2 separate regions of the Triticum aestivum genome follow, and region 2 is linked to region 1. The links are chromatin contacts, called in public Hi-C maps. All regions are on one chromosome and are shown on one strand. Each heading gives the region's core, a stretch centred on a gene start, on an enhancer-like site or on the middle of the called end of the contact. The rest is flanking DNA. Distances are from core to core; before and after follow the strand shown. Region 1 holds the start of LOC123111747. Region 2 holds the start of LOC123111748 (proton pump-interactor BIP103).

What was found. A called contact is a pair of places that touch in the nucleus more often than the background predicts.
Region 2: a contact with region 1 is called in a Hi-C map of leaf, with 6 times the contacts expected there. The contact joins the promoter of LOC123111748 here to the promoter of LOC123111747 in region 1. A contact is called at or near these places in 2 of 5 Hi-C or Micro-C datasets (both in leaf).

What each region holds. Positions count from the first base shown.
Region 1 is chr5B:339,487,258-339,494,867 of IWGSC CS RefSeq v2.1, forward strand. LOC123111747 reads right to left here and starts at 4,857. Exons shown (of 10, transcript XM_044532599.1): 1 at 4,563-4,857; 2 at 3,641-3,666; 3 at 2,861-2,945; 4 at 2,573-2,782; 5 at 2,096-2,218; 6 at 1,738-1,795; 7 at 1,585-1,658; 8 at 1,081-1,169; 9 at 924-995. The coding sequence starts at 4,649. The coding sequence ends at 926.
Region 2 is chr5B:339,840,812-339,848,164 of IWGSC CS RefSeq v2.1, forward strand. LOC123111748 (proton pump-interactor BIP103) reads left to right here and starts at 2,182. Exons shown (of 8, transcript XM_044532601.1): 1 at 2,182-2,419; 2 at 4,333-4,684; 3 at 4,894-5,088; 4 at 5,173-5,352; 5 at 5,450-5,644; 6 at 6,147-6,245; 7 at 6,332-6,835; 8 at 6,910-7,353. The coding sequence starts at 4,337. The coding sequence ends at 7,251.

The DNA of each region.
Region 1 (7,610 bases), core at 3,607-6,106:
AGAGGAGGGCCTTGCGCTGCAGCCGATTGTCGGTGAAGAGGCCGTTGAGCTTGGTCCAGACCGCATGGGCGTCGTCCTCGTCGTTCACCACGGTGTGGAAGGTGTCGCTGGAGATGGTGAGGTAGAACCAGCGAATGATGGTGGCGTCGAGGATCATCCACTCCTCGTCATGGATCATGAGCGCGGAGTCCACGGTGCCGTCCACGTGGCCGTGAAGGAGGTACTCACGGAACACGAGCGAAAAGTACCGCTTCCACGCGGAGTAGGAGGCGGTGGTGTGGTCAAGCTTGACCGGGACGCGCTCATGGATATTAAGGTCGCGGACGAGGGTGACGTCGGGACCAGCGAACGGGTTGGAGACTGTAGAGGAGGAGGAGCCCATGATGACGGCGATGAACGGGATGGGGCACGGCGCGAGTTACCGAGAGGGAGAGGGAGCGGCGCGGGTTGGGAGGGAGGGGGGTGGGCGGCGCAGGTGGTGATGGGAGAGAGGTGCGACGCGGGAAAGGGAGGGAGCGGAAGCGGTGCGTCGGCGGCGGCGGCCTCGGGACAGGAGGCGGCGGCGGCGGCGGGCGGGGCGGGCGGGTGAAGGCGGCGGTGACCAGGGGCGGCGGCGGCGGCCTAGGGGAGGGCGGCGGCGGCGGCTGGTGACGGCGGCGTGAGGCAGCGGCGGCGGCGGCGGCGCGGAGGCGCAGCGGCGGCGGCGGCGGCGGCGGCGGCTAGGGTTAGGATCTTGCTGCGATAGATACCATGTAGAAGGACAAGTTATGGCTATGCAATCGCGATGTATTGATCGGTGCACCAGGCACGTATATATAAGTACAGAGGTGGGCCACAACCTCAACTATACAAGGAAACAGGAGGTGGGCCCTACACACATATACACGTACACAATATACTCAACAGGTAGCAAGGGATCTTACAACTAAGACGGCTTTTTCTTGTGCACGGTTTTTCCAATTCGTTTGAAAACTTGATCTCCTTTCTTCATTTCCCTGCACAACAAATATGAGATACAGTGCTGGAAATTTCCCAAGGTATTAACAAAAGGTCCTATACATAAAAGTAAATACCACAAACCTCTGGTGTAAAAATACTATGAGATAGAACACAGGCAAAAGCAGCATCGTCAAGATGCAGAGAGCCAGGTAGAATCTGTTTGTTTGTTTCTGCACAATGGGGTAAAAGTTAACACTAAGTCGGAAGGTTTCTTTTTTTCTGCTTATAAAGACAGAAGCGAATTGTTTTGTTCAAATGCAAATGGATATATTTTTTCATCGACAAAAAACATGTTGAATGTGTAATGTTATGCTATAGTTTAAGAATCTCAAATTGCAGTGAAAGCAATGTAGATTAAAGTCATTCAAAAAATTATACAACATAGTAACCTGAAGGTTTATGGCATATGAAAATGAACGATTTTATCTTACGGAAGAAATCTTAAAGCTTAATAACACAACAACAAGCTCTGCATAAGACAACTTTATAAAACGTTATCAAATGAAGCTCAACTGGCTACTATGAAGCTTAATAGAGCTCAAAATTAATACTCGAAACAAAAAAATTAGGTTAAAAATTGCTCACCCTGCCACCTTTAGGGAAAGGTTTGGAGCCCCCATTGCAAGTATGAGCATCACAGAATTGGCGCAAGAAAAATTCTGCAAAACAGCTGTATCAGCAAGAAGCCCACCTGGGAGAACTATGAATACAGGATCATTGCATTAAACCAGCACTCACCATGAAGACGGCTGGCAGAATGCCCTTGATTAATAGGAAAGCAACTGTCCGCAAGGTTCTGTTAGCAGAAGTAAAAGGGAGTTCAATATTGCCATTGTAAATACCGCTGTAAATGCTATCTACATAGGCATATATCGCGCCTATTATTTTCAACCAAATATCAACAAAATTAACAAAGCCAAGGAAATATGTGGCAATCTTTTATAGTTCTCATAATGTGTCATGATCATCTTCTAGTGTTTACGTTCAGGCAGGTACAACAACCAAATTTGACTAGCTTTTCCATTGGTAAAAAAAAATGCAACAAGCCTACAAGAGTGGCAATCTTTTAGGGCAGTTCAAACAAAATAATAAGAACCTCACAAAGATGACGGTTCCTTGCAGCTGCAGCAGCATTGCATTTACTCTTTGGTTTCTTGAACTCCATTGTCAGATCACAGTGAAGTGCTTCACAAAGATCTGCCAAGCATCTTCCTTGAGTCTAAGGAAACAATTCAAGATACTAACCTTAGTTCAAAGCTGCGACACTTATTTTGGATCAGAGGGGGTAATAAGTACACAAAGTTGAATTCACCAACATATATCAAACAAGTTAACTTGTTAATATGAGAACATCAAGTGCATGGCCAAGAAATGTCATAGATTCATCTTATTTAGCATTGCATCTGTTTTTTTGAGGAACGAAAATAACAGACCTAAAAAGAGGAACATCATACTTGTGCTGAAAACTGCATAGGGTATATAAAATTATTACTAAGTAAACACATATGTACCAGATTTACTTGTTTAAGGAATTAATAAATGGGCGCAATGATAATAGAAAGTGAGAACGTACATTATCCAACAAATTATTGTGCCGGTTTGCAAAATGCTGATCGATAAATTTTTCTGCTCGAAATGATTTCTTGCAGAAGCCACAACGCCACTCATTAACATCAAAATGGATCTTATGTTGCTCTTGTTCCCGAAACATGTCATTTTCAGGACGAAGCCTGCATTTGCTTGGGAGTTCATATTTCTCCTTCTCCACAAAGGGCATCAAGTACTGCATAAAGAGAGTGTTTAACCTGCAATGTCATTATGGATGCACCAATGCAGTGAGCAATCACATTGCATGTCCTACCTCATCAACAGCTTTCCAAGCTGCACGGCTCCTTTCCCTTGAACAATGCATCTCATGTGTGTGTGGCTTTGTTTGATGAAGAATTCTGGCATCAAGTGAAAACACACAACTCTTCAGTATTGTGTCCCAAGATTCTACATAGAACATTTTAACATCCCATGAGTCGACAAGTCTGTCTATAGTGTTCCTGTGTTAAGATTATGTTATGTGGGAAATTCCTTACCGCTGGCCCACAGGGCCCAGCCAGTAGCAGGAAAAGGATGCAGCAAAGGAGCAATTAGGCCCCTTGCCTTTTGGATCAGAATAAGAGAAGTATCTGGATCATCTAGTGTGGTATAAAGTTAAGTTGGTCAAGTTTGAGTAGTTTCCTGTGTCAAGTTAACAGTCCAGTTAGTATATGAGTATGCTTAGTTTCCATATGTTAGGTATATGTCTTGCATATTACAAGGCTATGAGATCATGTACAAACAAGTTATCAATAGTTTTCCATAAATGATGACCTATACCCCTGTTATCTTATGATCTGTGCCAGTTACAGGGCCTCCTCACTGACGTCTGGTCAGCCCTTTGGTGTCTCCTGGCCACGGGTACTCCTCCTTAGAGAAGCTCTAACAGGTTATAAGTAATGAATTACTTAAGAAAGATCTGGGTAAGGACCTTATTTGTATTGCCATGGACACAGAGAGAAAAACATGAGTGACATTTCTTGTGTGACATGCCCGGAATAAAACATTCATAATTTCATCTGTAGCAACTGGTTTGCGAGCTTAAGTCTAGTACCTGGATCCAGATGCTTCATGCAATTCCTAGATCATAAAAAACAATCCAAATTAGTCAGACCAGGGAAGTCAGGTATTCACCTTAACATCAAAGACAACTAGTAAGTCTAATACGTAAACATGTGTCTTTGGGTAGGCTACGACATGCTTACACCTTTAATATCTGAATATTCGTAAAGATGATAACATCTCCAGACAAAATTTTCAGCAAAGTTTATATACATAGAACCCTAAGGGTGTAACATTTTTCTAGAAAGAATTCATGGAAGGCATAAAAATATTGCTAGTCTGGCCAGATCGAGGAAGTATGGTGACAATATGGCATTGCCAATAACTCAGATTTCATGAACATTCAGCTGAAACGTCTGGACTATGGGTATAGCCCCCATAACACCCCCCCCCCCCCCCCAAAATGCACAATAAAACTAGCTTTTGCGTTGCATAAGATTTGGACTACCCCTATTGATTTAACAAATTGTCAATTGCAAGCGTTCCACGTGTCACAGAGCAAATTCTTCATGCAAAACAAGGTTATATACGCTTTGTGTGCATAGCGTTGAGCCTCCAAACCCAAACAGTAGCAAAGATGCTTGCAAGGACCGACACAATAATCACCCGGATGATACAAAGATGGCTTGGACCTTACAGAGCAGCGTCCAGAACGAACCACATGCCTCACACTAGTGACATGGTCTGGACTCTGTAGTACGAAATACTAGGGTTCGCAGGCCGCCCACAAAACAGAACAAAGCTCTATATTTCACCCCAAAATTCCTAACTTGCTCAATTTGAGCGGTTTAAAGACTGATTTTTACACGAAAAAGGTACCCATTTGCATCGTAACAGCTGGCGAACCAAGAATTGCGCGTACAAATCCAGAATCCAGCAACAGAGGAGAGGGGGTAACAGTGATAGAGATGTACCTGAGGCGATCCGGCCACGAGAAGGCAAGAGGCCGCGAGGAAAGAGGCGAGAAGGGATGAGTGGGGGCGGTTAGCCCAGCTCCTCATCCTCGAAGCTCCTAGAATCGTCAGTCCGGCTGGATCTGCCCTCCACTCCGCGCCAGTCAAGCAGACGGGCTGAGGAGGAGCTTCTGCCTGCGGAAGGGTTCCGGCGGCGTGGACAGAGCAGAGAAATTCGATATTAACCCACACTTTACTTCTAACTTTGATGATTTGCCCCACCCCTGGGATTGACAGGTGGGGCCACGTTCACTAGCCACTGAGACAACCGGGCAAATCATCAAACCCTATGATCCAGATCCCGGGTCCGTTGTCAATACTGTGTTAAAAAAAATATCCCCGATCAAAGCATCTTCAAGCGAGATCGCCTAATTTGACCCCACTTCTTATCCTCGAATCCATACAAATTGCATCTAGCATACATAAAATGACAAGTGACTACACGTAAGGCGGTTGGCACTCCGGTCCTGATGTTTTTTATGTCAATTCCAGACATGCATTGTTGACAATTTCTAGTGACACACGGCAAGTTTCTGTCAAAAAAAATAAAGCACGAACGTTGCTATCTTCACGTCACTAAACTTGCGGTCGAAAACATTTGGAGTTGCATGTGCTCGTACCTAACGTATGGCACTTAGCAGGGTCCTACATATTTTAGTGGTTCAACATCAATCTTACATGACATATACCTTACACACATCATATTCTAGATTTTGGCTTTTATGGTTGTGCAATATGGATCAAGCTTCCGCCGCCTTTGGTTTTTCACGAATACGCAAAACTTGCGTATCTTTTTATTGATAAAAGATATTAGTGAGAGTATAAAAGGTGATACAACACATGGCACAGACACAAGAGGCGTGAACATGTTGCCCGGAGCAGAGAGACATGGGATGCTCGGCTCAAACAGAAAAAAAAACTAAATTCGCCATCCTGAGAAGTAGCCCAAACCAACAACAAGATGACCAGCTTCTCTAGATCCAGAACCGAAGATGTCGCGAGCAAACAAGACAACACCTTCAGGAAGGAGAACAACGCCGAGACGTCGTTAGCGCCTCCAAGAAGGAGGCGATTGTTCGGAAACGTAGTAGAAAACAAAAAAAATCGCGCCTACGATCACACATGATCAATAGGAGGGTGCATAACAGGTTGGGATTACGATCGTTACCGTCACCAAGTTGCAGCGGAAGAAGAACGTGTCGGTGTAGATCATACTTGGTGTCCCTCGAACGGTCGATGAACGATCCCTCGTACCGCCCATGAACGATCCCTCGAACCGAAGACCAAAAGCATGGCCTCTCCACTTGATTGCAAGCGTGTAGCCTTCACGATCCAGCGGCGCTTCACCATCCAGAGGTAATCGTCGTCGGAGAATTAGAGGGAGGAGATTAGAACCACATTGAGCTTCTAATTGTGAGGACAAGAAGATTATCCACGCTCTAATTAGTCAATTAAAACCAACTAGAACATGAACTAGAAGAACTAGAGGAGGCTCCAAAACTTGTGTGTCAAATTGGTGGAAATCCTCTAGTATATATAGGTTTGAGGGGAGAGGGAGGGCTGTCACCAAGGAGAAAGGATTCCTCCTTGGTGTGCCGGCCTTAGGGGGGAGGAGGAATCCTTCCCCCACCCCAATTCGGCCTCCCTCAAGAGAGAAAGGGGCGCCTCCCCTATTGGGCCTTAGTGGCCCAATTCCTTCTCCACCACTTGCCTTTTTGGACCCATTGATATTAAATTAAATATATAAATGTTGTAAATACCTCTAGATAATTTTATATATAATTTAACATTTCTAGAAATATTTTCCACCTATATATACCCGATACTCTCTGAAACCCTTCCGGTGACCCCGAAACGCTTTCGGATCCTCTCGGAACTATTCTGAATATTCATGAAACAATTCCACAAATATATTATCATGGCTCCCGTCCCACTAACACCCAACAGATCGTGATTGCCTTAACCTTGTGGCCTCGTAGGTTTGACAACCCATAGACATGAAGGAAACCGTTTCTTCAATAACCGGCAACAGGACCGTGGACGTCCGTATCGGTCCCTATGAGCACATGAATGATATTTGAGTGAACCTTTGGTTATCATGTGATGTTCCCTTTGCTTCACGATACTTCACAAAATCCGGGATGCATCGATATCCTCTCGAGTCATCATTATGCTTGTTATACCGAAATCCTCTTTACCAGTTTTGTTCTTCTTTCTCGTTATTGTGTTCCGGCATCCCCGTGATGAAGTCACGTGTGTCTGGCCAGATGATGATTGATGTAGTCACACTGAGAGGGCCCTAAGAAAATCTCTCCATCATTGGAGGAGCAAATCCCACTCTCGAGCTATCCGATCATTTGTCAAACTTTCCTACGAACCTATAAGCTGTCATTATGATCGCCGTGCTACTATTGAATGCAGACGATATTAACTCAACTGATAATAAACAAGATTGGGTCGATTCAATATGATCATTCTTTCAACGTCATAATCTCAATGTTGTTTTAGGACTATCGTTACACTTAACGATATTCTAAGATCCGGAAAATTTGATCACCAACAACACTTGAGCTAGTCTTAGAGGCGACACTAGGAACCTTTTATTTATCATTTATCATTCCATACATGCATATGAGTTTTCCACTGAATCGCATATTCCAGGATCATAGCAGTTATAACATAGAATATAAACTCTTAACTATGAATATGAAAATATAATAATACAAATATTATTGCCTCTAGGGCATATTTCCAACAGTCTCCCACTTGCACTAGAGTCAATAATCTAGTTAGCACTTTTAACTTTTACATCAATGGCAATCCGGTGTCCGTCCATGCTTTGCTTGTGGTATAGACTTCGCCCTATCAAAAATGACAACTTCAGATCCGTGTGTATCATTTGCATTTCAATGCATCCATCATGCTTTCACATAAATTCATAATTTATGTGAAGCAAGCTTAGTATACATTGAATCACTGGCAAGACCTTTCATTCCTTAGATTGTGCCA
Region 2 (7,353 bases), core at 932-3,431, 350 kb after region 1:
GGGCTGTAAAATAGTTCAGAATAATAACAGGCCAGAACATAACGTCTCGCCGAAAAGGTTGCCCGTGGACGTGACTTATTTTGTTTTAAGTATTGTTGCTTTTATAGCTTAGGGTTGTAAGCAGGGTCAAGAAGAATCTCAAGTTGATACTCTGCCAAGGGATTTGTCCACAACTGGTACTTCACATGCCTTAGAAGTAGATTTGAATGAGAATGATACAACCCTTATGTGCAGAAGACTGCTTTGGAGTATCCGGAGAAGGAACCCGCCTTGCAATGCCGAAGACAATCTACACGCCGGATACATCGTCATTGAAGCCCAGTTCAGGGGCTACTGAGGGAGTCCTGGACTAGGGGGTCCTCGGGCATCCGGGCTATGCGATATGGGCCGGACTGATGGACCGTGAAGATACAAGACAGAAGCCCTCCCTCGTGTCCGGATGGGACTCTCCTTTGCGTGGATGGCAAGCTTGGCGTTCGGATTTTGCATCTTCCTTTCTCTGTAAACCGACTTTGTACAACCCTAGGTCCCTCCAATGTCTATATAAACCGGAGGGTTTAGCCCGTAGGGGCAGAATAATCATACATGCTAGACATCTATGGTTTAACCATTACGATCTCGAGGTAGACCAACTCTTCTAACCCCTATACTCATCAACGTCAATCAAGCAGGAAGTAGGGTATTACCTCCATTAAGAGGGCCTGAACCTGGGTAAATATCGTGTACCCTGCCTCCTGTTACCTTTGATCCTTATACGCACAGTTCGGGACCCCCTACCTGAGATCTGCCGATTTTGACACCGACAGGAGGCAACTGAGTTGTGGTTCTTCTTTCGTTGATGTCACCTCTAGAGAGATTAGGCGGTGGAGCAGTGATGACCTCGTCTACCCAAGTGGTGTTGTCCCGACGCTGGTGGCGCGGGATCGGGGCCGCAACTCGACGTTACAAGGAGGGCCAGATTGCAATATGTATTTTCTATTCAGGGTGCTTCTTATGAAGTGTTGGACCGAGGTGTAATTTTATGATGATGTTTTATGTAACCATATCATGAAGGGCAGGCAAACAAACATTACTATCCATGTCCGTGTATGTGATGTTGAAATCGTTCATCCATCCTCACACGATCAAGTGTCCTCGCCCTCCGCTCTTGCTTCGCCACCTTGACCTTGACGCAACGCCCTCCACTATCGCCTCCTACGTTCGACCAACCAATGGTGTTGAATGGAGGAGAACGGAGCCCCCCCCCCCCCCCCAATCGATGTCCTCCACGCCGTAGGCAACATCGCCACTGCCACACGTCCCGTTCAAAACTGGTAGTGATCAGCCAACACATGCACCAAAGAGCAGGTTCTTCTACTGCCCTCTAATTTTCTCCTCTTGGGTTCTATCATTCTTTAATTTGTCTTATCTTTTGTTTGAATATAAGTGTCATGTTATGCCATGATTTAGATTATTTTGATTTGTGTACTTGTTTCAAGTACCTAACTGACTTCAAGAATAGACATTTTGGGATAAAGCATGGAAGATTCAGTCAGCATGAGTGCAAGTTAGATTGATTTTATATACTCCTTTCTTGCGTTATACTTTTTCTAGTTCTTGCGAATGAAACCACTTTGAATAATTCATTGCGTTGATCGTCTTGCCGGGATGCGTGTTCTTGGCCAATTAATTTCCTTGATTGTCTTATTTGATTGCATTCGTTGCCTTGATTTTTCCGTTCCTTTAAAAGTTCACCCCGACTAACTTCTAACCTTGGATCCGCCACTGAAACGCTAAGATTTTGGTAGTTAATGTGCTATTAAAGCTCGGTTTGTGAAGGTCAAACTAAAATTTTGATTCGCTAAGAATTGTATGCTAGTAGTAATGAGTTTGGATCACAAATCAAGCGTAGCTAAAAAAGGAGACCCACTGAAATGGAGTATACAGTAATTTGAATCATTGTTCGAGAAGAAATGCAAGAGCACAAAAACGTGACACTGGATCCAGGTCGCGTTCGCTCAAACTTTATGGACGCTTCCCAACCGGCAGCCTCTATCCGATTATCCGCACAGCTGGACCCGCCACTCGCACCACGTTCCATCCAGCTGACGCACACCGCAGCGCCGCCCTGGGCTGGGTCCGTCCGTCCGTCCGTCCGTCGGATTTTTTCCCCATGCGGCCGAGCACGCCGGGTGCGAAGGGGGAAGCGCACCGGTAATTTCCCACCAATAGCAACCAGACAAAAACCGGCGAAAGAAGGAGACGAGATATAGAAGGAAAAAACCATTCCCGTATTTATAACCCCGCTTCCAGTTCTGGGCACGCAGCCCAAACCCCCCCTCCCCTCCCAAATCCCATCCAGATTTGGCCGCCCCACCGCCGCTGCCCCGCCGCCAGATCGGAGCGCGGCCCCGGTCCGATCCCGCTCCGCCCTCCCCAGGTGAGCTCCCGACCCCGCTCGGCTGCCGGCCTACTCGAACCCCGTTCGTATCTTCTCCGATCCGTGTCCTAGAGTAGGAAGCGCGCGTGATCTGATGCGCTGGTGCAAGTTGATGCGTGTTTTTTTTTTCCTTAGATTGTATCATGCTTGGTTTGGTTTTGCGATCTGCGGTGCCGGGAGCCAGGCAATGCGATGATGATGCGCGCGTGGGAATTGCCGCGGCTAGCTCCGTAGATCTAGATCACCTGGCCGCCTGAACTTGGACTGCGTGCTGGATGGAGGAGACGGGCTTGTGATCCGCGATGCCTCGTGAACCACGCCGGGTGGTGGATCCGCGATGGAGCTGGGTTCGGGGTTCGGCCGGTGCTTCCGATGCGGAATTACCTGCCCCCACGAGGAGGTCCAGCCTGCTGCGATCTGTACTATAGTGTTTTGTAGTGACGAGACTTGCAGCTGACGGCAACCTGGAGTGCCTGGTGGGTGCGTGCGGTGACTTGAGTTAGGATCACTCATTTTGACACATAGATCGGGTAACCTATAGTATTCCCCTATCGTCATGGATAGAAAGGTGCTTCACTGTTTTGGAAGAAATAGATCTATTGATGGGAAGTGAAGCATGAGCTTGTTTGATGATAATTATCCATTTTATCGCTTTAGCCTTTATGTTTCCATTTCCAGCCAATTCCGCTAGTATTGGCACCACAAATTAGCTAGGAGTAGTTATGATTTCAAGTGTACTCTTCTTATTAGCCCAGTCAAGCATTTCTCTAGTTGTATTCGCGCAAAAAAACATTTCTCTAATTGGACAATGGTTATGCTGATTGATTGCTTTCAGTTTAAATTACGTGCCAACTTGGTTTCACTAAACTGCATGTTTTCCCCACTAGAAACCAACACAACACAAATACCAAATTAACTATGTTTTCATAAAGTATTACCATAAACATACAATTCCATGCAATCCCATCATCTTGGTGTCCTGCAATGTGGTGAGTGGCCTGCATTTACCTGACCAGTTGTTTAGTGTCCAACACCACCTTGGCTACACAACGCGAGCCTTGGGTTATGACATATGCACCCAAACCCATGTGCACTTGCCTTGTAAAACTTCAACTCAACCCAGACCAAGATTGTGTTAGACAACTTTTAGAAATTTCCGACTATCACAGAAATGGCAAAACATAAAAACAACTATAACCACTGTGTCTACTGTTCGTATAATGCCCCCTCTCACTTTGCATATAAATAGTAAGTTCCTCTTCCAGACCTGTTGCCCCCAAGTTTGCAGACTCCCTATGTGAACCAAATTGGCCCCCCTTTTCTTCCTTGCAGAAAAAGCATTGAGTAGATTTGGTTGTGGTCTTTGATTCATGTTCCTGTGATGTGGTCTTTGATTAGGTCATGATTTCATAATCTGCATGCCTTGTGATTTGCGCCTCAATCTAGCCTAGGTTCAGTTATATGGTACTCCCTCCGTCCCATAATATAAGAGTGGTTTTGACACTACATTAGTGTCAAAAACGCTCTTATATTATGGAACGGAGGGAGTAGATGTTTGGATTATTTGGTTGTCTGGTTCATGGTGAGATGAAAATGCTCTGTACACGGGAGCTCTGTCTATTATGTTCTTTGTTCCTTTCCTTGGGTATAGTCTCCGTGAACTATGGTGGTGCATCTGCTACTTCTGCATCTTAGATTTTGAGTTAGTAACTTTGATGAATTATAGCAAGTAATGTTCTCCCATACATCCAGTTTTTTTTGTTCTTGTTATTGAGTTCCCGGGGAATCCATTAAACGGCTTTCCTTTTGAGGATGAGAAGGGAAAAGATAGCCGAGTAAAACTGTGCTATTTTCTGTTGGATCATAACCATGGTTGCCTGTTTTGGTAACAGTTTATGTACACCTATCTGCAGGGACATGGGAATGGAGGTCGTCGGAGCTGAAGCTGCACCAGCACAGGTTAAAGTAGCTGATGAGGAAGTGACCCTTTTTCAAGACAAGGAAAGCCAAGCAACTGCAAAGGAGCGGGAGGAAGCAGCTGTTTTTGGTTCAGACAATGGCAAAGCTGCGGCAAATGACATGGCACCTCCAAAGGACGCAGCGGAGGAGTGGCCTGAACCTAAGCAAACTTATACCTTCTACTTTGTCAAGGTCCGCTCATTTGAGGACCCTAAGCTGAGAGCAAAACTCGAGCAGGCTGAGAAGGACTTCCAAAATAAGATCCAAGCTCGGGCCAAGATTATTGATGCTATAAAAGCTAAAAAGGTATTTCTTCTTAAAACTCAACATCGAAGTAGGCCCTACCTCTTTTAGTCCTAATTCTAATTTGACTAGATGTTTCATGCTCTGAAACTTATTTAAAGTGACTCTTTGCACTATTGCTTGCCTGTATGTGTTCTTGTTGAAGTAAACCAGGGGATCAGTGTGCCTGCTTTAAGCATAGTGATGAAACTTACTTCACACTTCCTCTGCAGACTGAGCGTGCTGCTGTTCTCGCGGAGCTAAGGCCATTGAGTGCTGAGAACAGGCAGTACAATGAAGCTTTTAATGAGAAGTTGGAGGAGATGAAACCTTACAGAAACCGTTTAGGCAAGTTCCGTGATGAAAATAATGCCATGCGGGCGGAGAGTGCAGGCTTGTGCTCTTCACTCGAAGAGCTTGAGCATGAGGTATGATCAGCACTTTGATAACTCAACCCTTCTCAGTCAGTATTCTCATTTTTTGTTTGTTTATTCTCCTTCAATTCTCCCTAGATCAAGAGATTGAATCACCGCATAAGTCATGAGAGCATATCTTTAGATGAGGAGAAACGGCTGATCAAAGAAATTAAGACCCTTGAAAAAACCAGACCGAAGGTCAGTTCCAATGCTGCTAAACGAGCTAAAATGCAAGATACAGTGGTTGAAAGAGATGCCATACAGGATCAGGTGAAAGTAAGTATCCCATGCCGTGACTTCTGTCTTCTATTGTGCATTTACCTCCTGCATAAATAAATATTAGATACCATTTTGTTTGTCACTTCCCATTCAGCTCATCGGGGATGGTATAGATGGAGTAAAGAAGGAGCGACAAGCAGTCAGGTCTAAGATTAAGGTCCTGGACGATGAGATGAGGGTTGTTGATGGCGAGATTGCTTTGCTTCAAGAAGATTTAAATGCAGCTACCGCCAGAAAGGATAAAGCGTATGAGTCATTGACCGAATTGAGAAAAGCGCGTGATCTTGCCGTAAGTCAGCATACCTTCAACATCTCTCATGCTCATTATTATGTTTGCTCTTGTAATGTTGTTGAGAGTTTGAGACCACCCCATTTTCCAAGTACTTTAGTTGTGTTACAGTTTTACGCAATGAGGCATCATCTTTTTGCATGCCTGAACAGCACTTGAACTCCCTTTCTTGATTGTGGAAATATATGATCAGCCATCGCCTTTTCAAAATTTGAAGCTCTTTGTGACAGCCACATATTGATAAGCCGAATTCTCTGCATCATACCTGTGCATTTTGGTATCAGGAAAAGTTCCTTATTGACTTGAATGTAGCATCAAATTATGTTAGTCACTTATTGAAATATCTGAGATGGCACTGCCAGTGCAGTGGTTGGAACATGCTTTATTAGAAGTCTGTCACAAATAATGGTTATTTACCGCACTGTCTTAACAAATTCTTTTGATTTTTCTTAATATTTATGTAGAGACTATCTATTGACAATGTTGCCTTCATCTTGATCAGAATGCATCCTTCCATCAAAACCGCATAGTTCTGAACAGAGCCAGGGATTATTCTTCTAGGAATGAGGTGGAAGAATTGCAAGAGCTCCACAAGACTGAGGTTTGCTTCCACAACCACCTCCTGTAACCTCATCTTTCATTGACTTAAGTATTTCTATACTCAATTGTTGATATGCGCTTTGGTAGGTTGAGAAGTTCATGACACAATGGTGCGGCAGCAAGACCTTTAGAGAGGACTACGAGAAGAGGATCCTCACTTCCCTCAATGGACGACAGCTGACCCGAGATGGCCGGATGAGGAATCCTGATGAGAAGCCCATATTTATCGAAACACAGCAGCCAGCAGCACCTGTGCAACAGGAGCCTATCCCATCAAAAGCGCCTTTGAAACAAGCAAAGGAAGCTGCTGCTCCTCAAGTCGCCCCCAAAGAAGAGCCCCTTGCAAAAGCATCTGCCAAGTCAGCTAAGGTAAAAGCTGCTGTGGATGCTGATGATGATGCCTATGAGGCTGAGCCTCCAAAGGAGAAGCCCAAGCCTAAAGAGGTTGATGTAGCAAAGTTGAAAGAGATCAAGAGACAGGAGGAAATCGAGAAGAATAGACTTGCTTTGGAAAGGAAGAAGAAACAGGCCGAGAAGCAAGCAGCGAAGGCTGCAGCCCGAGCACAAAAGGAAGCCGAGAAGAAGCTTAAGGTAGACACATTAGCATCTCTCTCTCTCTCTCTCTCTCTCTCCTGTAGTGTAACAATGGTGACAAACTTTTTCAGAAAGAGGAGAAGAAAACCAAGAAGAAAACTGAGGCAGCTGACACCGACGAGCCAACTGACTCAGACACCAAGTCTGATGAAGCAGCAGAAACCCAAGCAGAGGATGAGTCTACTCCAGTTCCTGTAGTGAACAAAGAACAGAAGCAGAACACACGGACCAGGAATGTAGTCACCAAGACCAAGGCGCCGCTGCCAAAGGCGATCCTGAAGAGGAAGAAAGCCCAGTCGTACCGGTCATGGGCCACCCCAGCCATGGTGATATCCGCCGTTGCCGTGCTCGTCGCCCTGCTCGCCGCGCTGGGCTACTACCAGTACTACCGCCCGGCGACCACCAGCAACTGATGGAAGGAAAAGAAGGAGGCCTGCGCACCCGCCGCCCTCGAGTATGATTCTTACTAGACCAATTTTGCAGGTGAGAGCAACAGAGTGCATGGTCTGCCGAGA